2 separate regions of the Mus musculus genome follow, and region 1 is linked to region 2. The links are chromatin contacts, called in public Hi-C maps. All regions are on one chromosome and are shown on one strand. Each heading gives the region's core, a stretch centred on a gene start, on an enhancer-like site or on the middle of the called end of the contact. The rest is flanking DNA. Distances are from core to core; before and after follow the strand shown. Region 1 holds the start of Slc46a3 (solute carrier family 46, member 3). Region 2 holds the start of Zkscan5 (zinc finger with KRAB and SCAN domains 5).

The links. Hi-C and Micro-C count contacts between places; a contact is called where the count stands out from the background.
Region 1: a Hi-C map of B cells shows a contact between it and region 2, with 9 read pairs. The contact joins the promoter of Slc46a3 here to the promoter of Zkscan5 in region 2. A contact is called at or near these places in 2 of 39 promoter capture datasets (cranial neural crest and embryonic stem cells), 1 of 484 Hi-C or Micro-C datasets (B cells) and 1 of 9 other capture datasets (liver).

The regions. Positions count from the first base shown.
Region 1 is chr5:147,893,373-147,896,072 of GRCm38.p6, forward strand. Slc46a3 (solute carrier family 46, member 3) reads right to left here and starts at 1,443. Exons shown (of 6, transcript NM_027872.4): 1 at 1,109-1,443; 2 at 461-673. The coding sequence starts at 649.
Region 2 is chr5:145,203,275-145,206,073 of GRCm38.p6, forward strand. It overlaps Zkscan5 (zinc finger with KRAB and SCAN domains 5), which reads left to right and starts at 1,285. Exons shown (of 6, transcript NM_016683.2): 1 at 1,285-2,434. The coding sequence starts at 2,021. It also overlaps a transcript of Zkscan14 not described here.

The sequences.
Region 1 (2,700 bases), core at 193-2,692, 2.7 Mb after region 2:
CCAGCCCAGATGTGGATGCAGGACTCAACTCCAGGGAGCCCAGTTTATCTTATCTAAGGCTGCCTCCAGACCTCAACAATTGCTGCCCCGCCCCCATGGGAGGCAGCTGACTCTGGTCAGTTTTTCTGGACTTTTGTTATTCAAGAGACCAAGGAAGAGTGGGTGAGATTGTAGTGAGATTTCCTAAGGATAAAAGAGTTGGTCCCACAAGGTGGGTGGGGATTGGGGACAGGAGTGGAGGTGCCTTAGAGAGTTAGAAAGAGCCAGATTAAAGGTGTCAAGAGGAACTATTAACCGAAATAGGAACAGAGAGAAGGTGGCTTAATTTCAGTGTGTGTGTGTGTGTGTGTGTGTGTGTGTGTGTGTGTGTGTGGTCACACCTTGGAGAGCCTCTTTGGTTTGGAACCTGTTTCCATTCCCTGTGACTCCAGGATGGGAGGTTTTAATTTTAATTTCTTACCTCCCGGAATGCAAAGATGGAGCTGCTTTTGTTTTGGTCACACTCAGAGCCATTGCTATTGGAAGCAAAGGTGTAGTTACCGGTTTCCTCCCAGATCCTCCGGTACACGTACTGCGCTGTCAGCGGGATGGTCAGAGTCATAGCAAACGCGTTCAGGAGAATGGCGGGCTCTATGAATGAAATCTTCATATTGCTCAAGTGGGCAGATCGAGTCTATTGCAGAGCGGGAAGCGGGAGGAGAGAAACGGGGCGAGTGTGGGGGGGGGGGATAGAAATCATCAGTTGATTTTTTATCCCAGAGGCTAAATTCTCAAAAGTGGGGAAGTTGGAACAATGTGTCATAAACAAACATTAGCAAGCAAAAAGAGTTCCAGATTTCTGAGAGAGTGCCCTTGCCGGGAGAGGGTACCCTAGTTCTCTCCGAGGAGCAGGGACTAAGTCAACCTCCGCCCCCGACTCCGCTTAGCTAATGCTCACAGTGCTGAGCAGAACAGCACCGGCCGGTTCCCATAAGGTAAACAATGAAGTTACCCGGGGACCCGGAGGTTATGTAATTACTATTATTTTGGCTGCAGGTTAAGGGCCTTGTAAAAAGCAGCTCCCGATCGGAAGGGGAGTTTAGTTTCTGTTTTCGTTTTTAAAACTCACCCCACGGTTACAGTTTTCCTGCTAGGCTAGGCACAGGTGGGACCGTAGTCGGGACTGTGTTCTCCGTTACCCAGTGCGGGGCGTAGCGCCCCCGGGTTTTCAGCACGGTTCGCCAGCTGGGAAGAGCCAAAGGAAGGGGCAGCGAGGTGGAGCTAGACCGCAACAGGGGGACGTCCCTTGGGACGGGACACTCGAGCCCTGTTAGAAGGCAAAGAGAAATAAGCGCACCTCCCGGACTCTGTTGGCCCTGGACTCAGTCCCCGCCGCTCCCCGCGCCGCCGCACTCTTGGTCTTTGGGCCCTAGTGGTGACTCGGCCGCCGAGCATCATCACTCTGCCAAGAGCTGGCAATCTTCGGCCGGAGCTGTCACCCGCTTCCCTAGCTCGCTTGTGATTGGGTATGGCGGCCGGCGCCCCCGTAGCGATTGGTCTAGCGCAGTGTCATTCTCTTGCACCCGCCCCCGAAGGTTCAGCGGCTGAATCTCCCCGAGTTGCTGGGCAAGTTGGGTGATCCCGGCAGCTCTGCGAAGGTTCTGCTAAGCGTATCTGGATAGGATTATTGGTTTTCGCTGAAGCGCCGTGGAGTCATAGGTATCTGGATCGAGAGTTCGAGACTAGCCCAACGATATAACAAGACTCCTGTCCAAAGCAGATAATGATAATAATAATAATGATAATAATGATGATAATAATAAGTGGTTGGAAACGTCATACGCTAGGGTTGCAGTTCACTGCAGCATTCCGGTGGACCCAGCAAGCGTCTGCACAAGCAATGTGAGAGAGAAGACACTGAAAGTTCATGAGAGGAGAAGAGTTCCGAGTAGGGGAGTTGTTGGCCTTGGGAAAATTTAAACGAAATATTCACTACATTTTACGTAGTCATTTATTTTATGTGTATGCCCACGCCGAGCAGAGGTCAGAAAATGGTGCTAGAATTTGTGTTACAGGCAGTTGTGAGCTGCCCTGAGAGCGTAGAAACGGAACCCAGAGCAGTAAGTGTTCTTCATTAGTGAGCTTCTCTCCAGCCACCCCTGCTGAGTTGCGGGGGAGGGGATTGTTAAATCTCTCTGAAAGTCGGCTCTTTCTCTGTTGAGAAGATGTAAGTAAGTCTCACAAAGCCATGGCAACACCCTAGACAGTAGGACCGCCGCTAATGGCCGCCAACGCGCACAGCTGGAGCACACCTGCAGCTGATAGGGGGTTACTTCCTGAGGAAGAGAAGCAAGCTGAGAGTTCTGTGATTTGGGGACCCGTCCAAAAAAGGAAGACCTTAGGCTGGAGTGGTTGCGTCAGGAAGTGGGGGACAATCCTGCAAATGCGCCTCTTACTCTTATCTAGAGATCAAGGTCAGATGTGGGCCAGAGCCTTATTGATAAAGGAGTAACACTCCAGACTATGGGCTATTTTTGCCCAGATGAGAGTACTGGTGCAATGCTCCTAACCACTGAACCACCCTCTCTCGAGGCAGATCTGGAACAGCTTCAGAGTGGGAAGGGCGGCTAAAGGAGCTGACTAGCAGAAAAGGATATTCTGTACTGGAGAGAAGGCGATCTGATGACTCTAGATAGCCACAGAGAGAATTGAGGAAGTAAC
Region 2 (2,799 bases), core at 35-2,534:
GAAAACGCCTCAAGAGAGGGGTAGATAATTTAAAATGGGATTTACAATTTAGGGTAACAGGCTTTAAGCAAAACTTCTGTCTTCAAACTATTGTTTCTCCCCAGCCGCCTGGCTGCCATGCTCTGGGCGCATCTTTCAGCTTTTCAGCCGATACAGCAACAGGCGCTTTTTTCCCTCTGCTGCATTCGTTTTGTTTGTTTTGTTTTTCTCTTTTTTTCTTCCTTTTTCTCTCTCTTTCTTCCCTCTGCTGCATTCGTTTTGTCTCTTTCTTTCCCTTCCTTCCTTCCTTCCTTCCTTCCTTCCTTCCTTCCTTCCTCCCTTCCTTCCTTCCTTCCTTCCTTCCTTCCTTCCTTTCTTGACAGGGTTTCTCTGTGTAGCCCTGCCTGTCCTGGAACTCACTTTGTAGACCAGGCTGGCCTTGAACTCAGAAATCCACCTGCCTCTGCCTCCCAAGTGCTGGGATTAAAGGCGTGCGCCACCACCGCGCGGCTTGTTTTGTTTTTCAAAAGCTAGTCAAGTGCAGAAGCAATAGAAAAAAAATACGAACAATTAATTGATATAACTTTCGGACTAGACACCCTGATGCCCTTTAACATTAAAAAATTACCTAATGCCTGCGGGGAAGGGGCTTACATGGAGAGCTGTGGAAGTCAAAGGACAATTTTTGGATGTCTCAAGTCCAGGGATCAGCTCATGTCATCAGGCTTGGCAGTAAGAGCCTCTATCACGGAGCCAGTCAGGTCTGCCTCCCCGGCAGCATATTAATAAGCCCTGGAGACAGAGAGCCACAGCCATATTGGCTAGACTTCGCGCGCAGCTCCTTGGGAGATGTAGTCCCGAGAGCCTCAGCCACTCTAGGGCAATAAAGAATCTTTGCGTGTTTAGAAAAGTGGCCAGGATGGTGCAGACCTACTTCAATTCCAGAGTGCTGCGGTGGGTGGGTGGGTGAGGCTGTGCTCGACCAATCAGAGGAGAGAGAGGGTGGACCTATTTTGTTTGTTTGTTTTCCCCGACCGGCCCCCTAGATTCCTACCCTTGAGCTAAGCCCATGCTCTGGTTTTGGGGGTGGGAAATAGATTAGCTCTATTTTCCCCAGGCTCTTGTAGCCTCTTGCTTGAGGGTGACTGATTGGTCAGCTCCACAAGGGGGCGGGCTCAGGAGTAGCTCCTCCTTCCCGCTGTGCTGCTAGGACCTCCGGGATTCCTAGAGAGGCTGCGGAAGCGCTCTTGGGGGTGGGATTTATGGCTGAAGCTCGTACTTGGTTACTTCCGGCGATGAACTGTTGGAAAGTGTCGGACTTGCCTCTCTCTTGGCTTGTGAGAACTCCATCTTCCAAGCCTGGGCTGCGGGGAGTTTGATCTTTGGGTCCCCGGGACTTAAAGACTGGAGAGGAGCTGGTAGGACATTGTGTCCACACTGGAGTCCTGTCCCTAACCTTGACCCGGCTGGTCTCTGTCTCCAGGTCAGGAGCTATTACAAAGAATCCAGGTCCAAATTTTTTAGTATAACCGTACTTCTCATAGAACTAATGAAGTCTTTCGTTTATCTATCAAGCTCTTATGGCTTGAAAGCCAGAATGAGATATGACCATTTTAATGGGTTTCATTCCTATACTGACTTCAGTTTGGCTTATGATCGAGAGAAGAAACGACTCCGTCTGGAATAATTTTGTCCCGTTATTTATATGAGATATGGACTTTCTCATTTTTAAAACTGTTTTAAGTTGGGCCTGATGTCACTTTTTAATGGCCTTTTTTTTTTTTACGTTATTAAAATCTGGACGTAGTCGCTATTAGCTGTTTTATGGGAGAAGTGATGACTAACTTCTCTATATCTTAAAGTGAATGACTTTGTTGAGTGGTTTTTCTTTAGTCTAGATGACGTCGTTGCCACCTCTCTTAGCTAATAATAATTCCAGACATTCCAGTAAGGTTGTTCACTACAAAAAGTGCCCTTTAGAAGAGCAGAGAACAAATCGGGTTAGTGTAACGGGCTAGAGTCTAGAGACTCTTCAGTTGGAATGATAATGACAGAATCCAGGGCAGTTATACACTTAGAGCCTCCCGCTGAGACTTCGCAAGAGCAAGCAGACCTTCTCATAGTGAAAGTAGAAGAAGAGGACTGCTCCTGGATGCAGGGATACAACCGGCCAGTGCTTGAGACTTTTTACCAGCGCTTCAAGCACTTCCAGTACCATGAGGCAGCAGGACCCCGCGATGCTCTCAGCCAGCTCCGGGTTCTCTGTTGTGAGTGGCTGAGGCCGGAGCTGCACACCAAAGAGCAGATCCTGGAGCTGCTGGTGCTGGAGCAGTTCCTCACCATCCTGCCTGAAGAGTTTCAGGCCTGGGTGAGAGAGCATCACCCCGAGAGTGGGGAAGAAGCCGTGGCTGTGATAGAGAGTATCCAGAGAGAGCTGGAGGAGCGCAGACAACAGGTGCGTTGCAAGAGGAAACGGGGACAGTGAGGAAGGAGCTGCCATGCAGTCTTAGCCCTGTGGTGCTTCAGTCGTTCATATTCTGGCTTTGCTGTTGTTTTTGAGACAGCCCCACTATGTATCCTTGGGTGTTCTGGATTTCACTATGTAGACCAGAGATCTCTATGTAGACTCGAACTCACAGAGATCCACCTGTGTCTGCCCCGCCCCTCCAAATGCTAGGATGAAAGGCGTGTGCCACTGTACCCAACATGTAATGAGTTTTAAAGAATAATGTGTTTCTTCCTACTCCTGCCCTTCTTCTTTGAAAATTAAGCTCACGTTCCCTACTTGTGTTTCTTTTCTTTTTACCCTTTTATTCCATT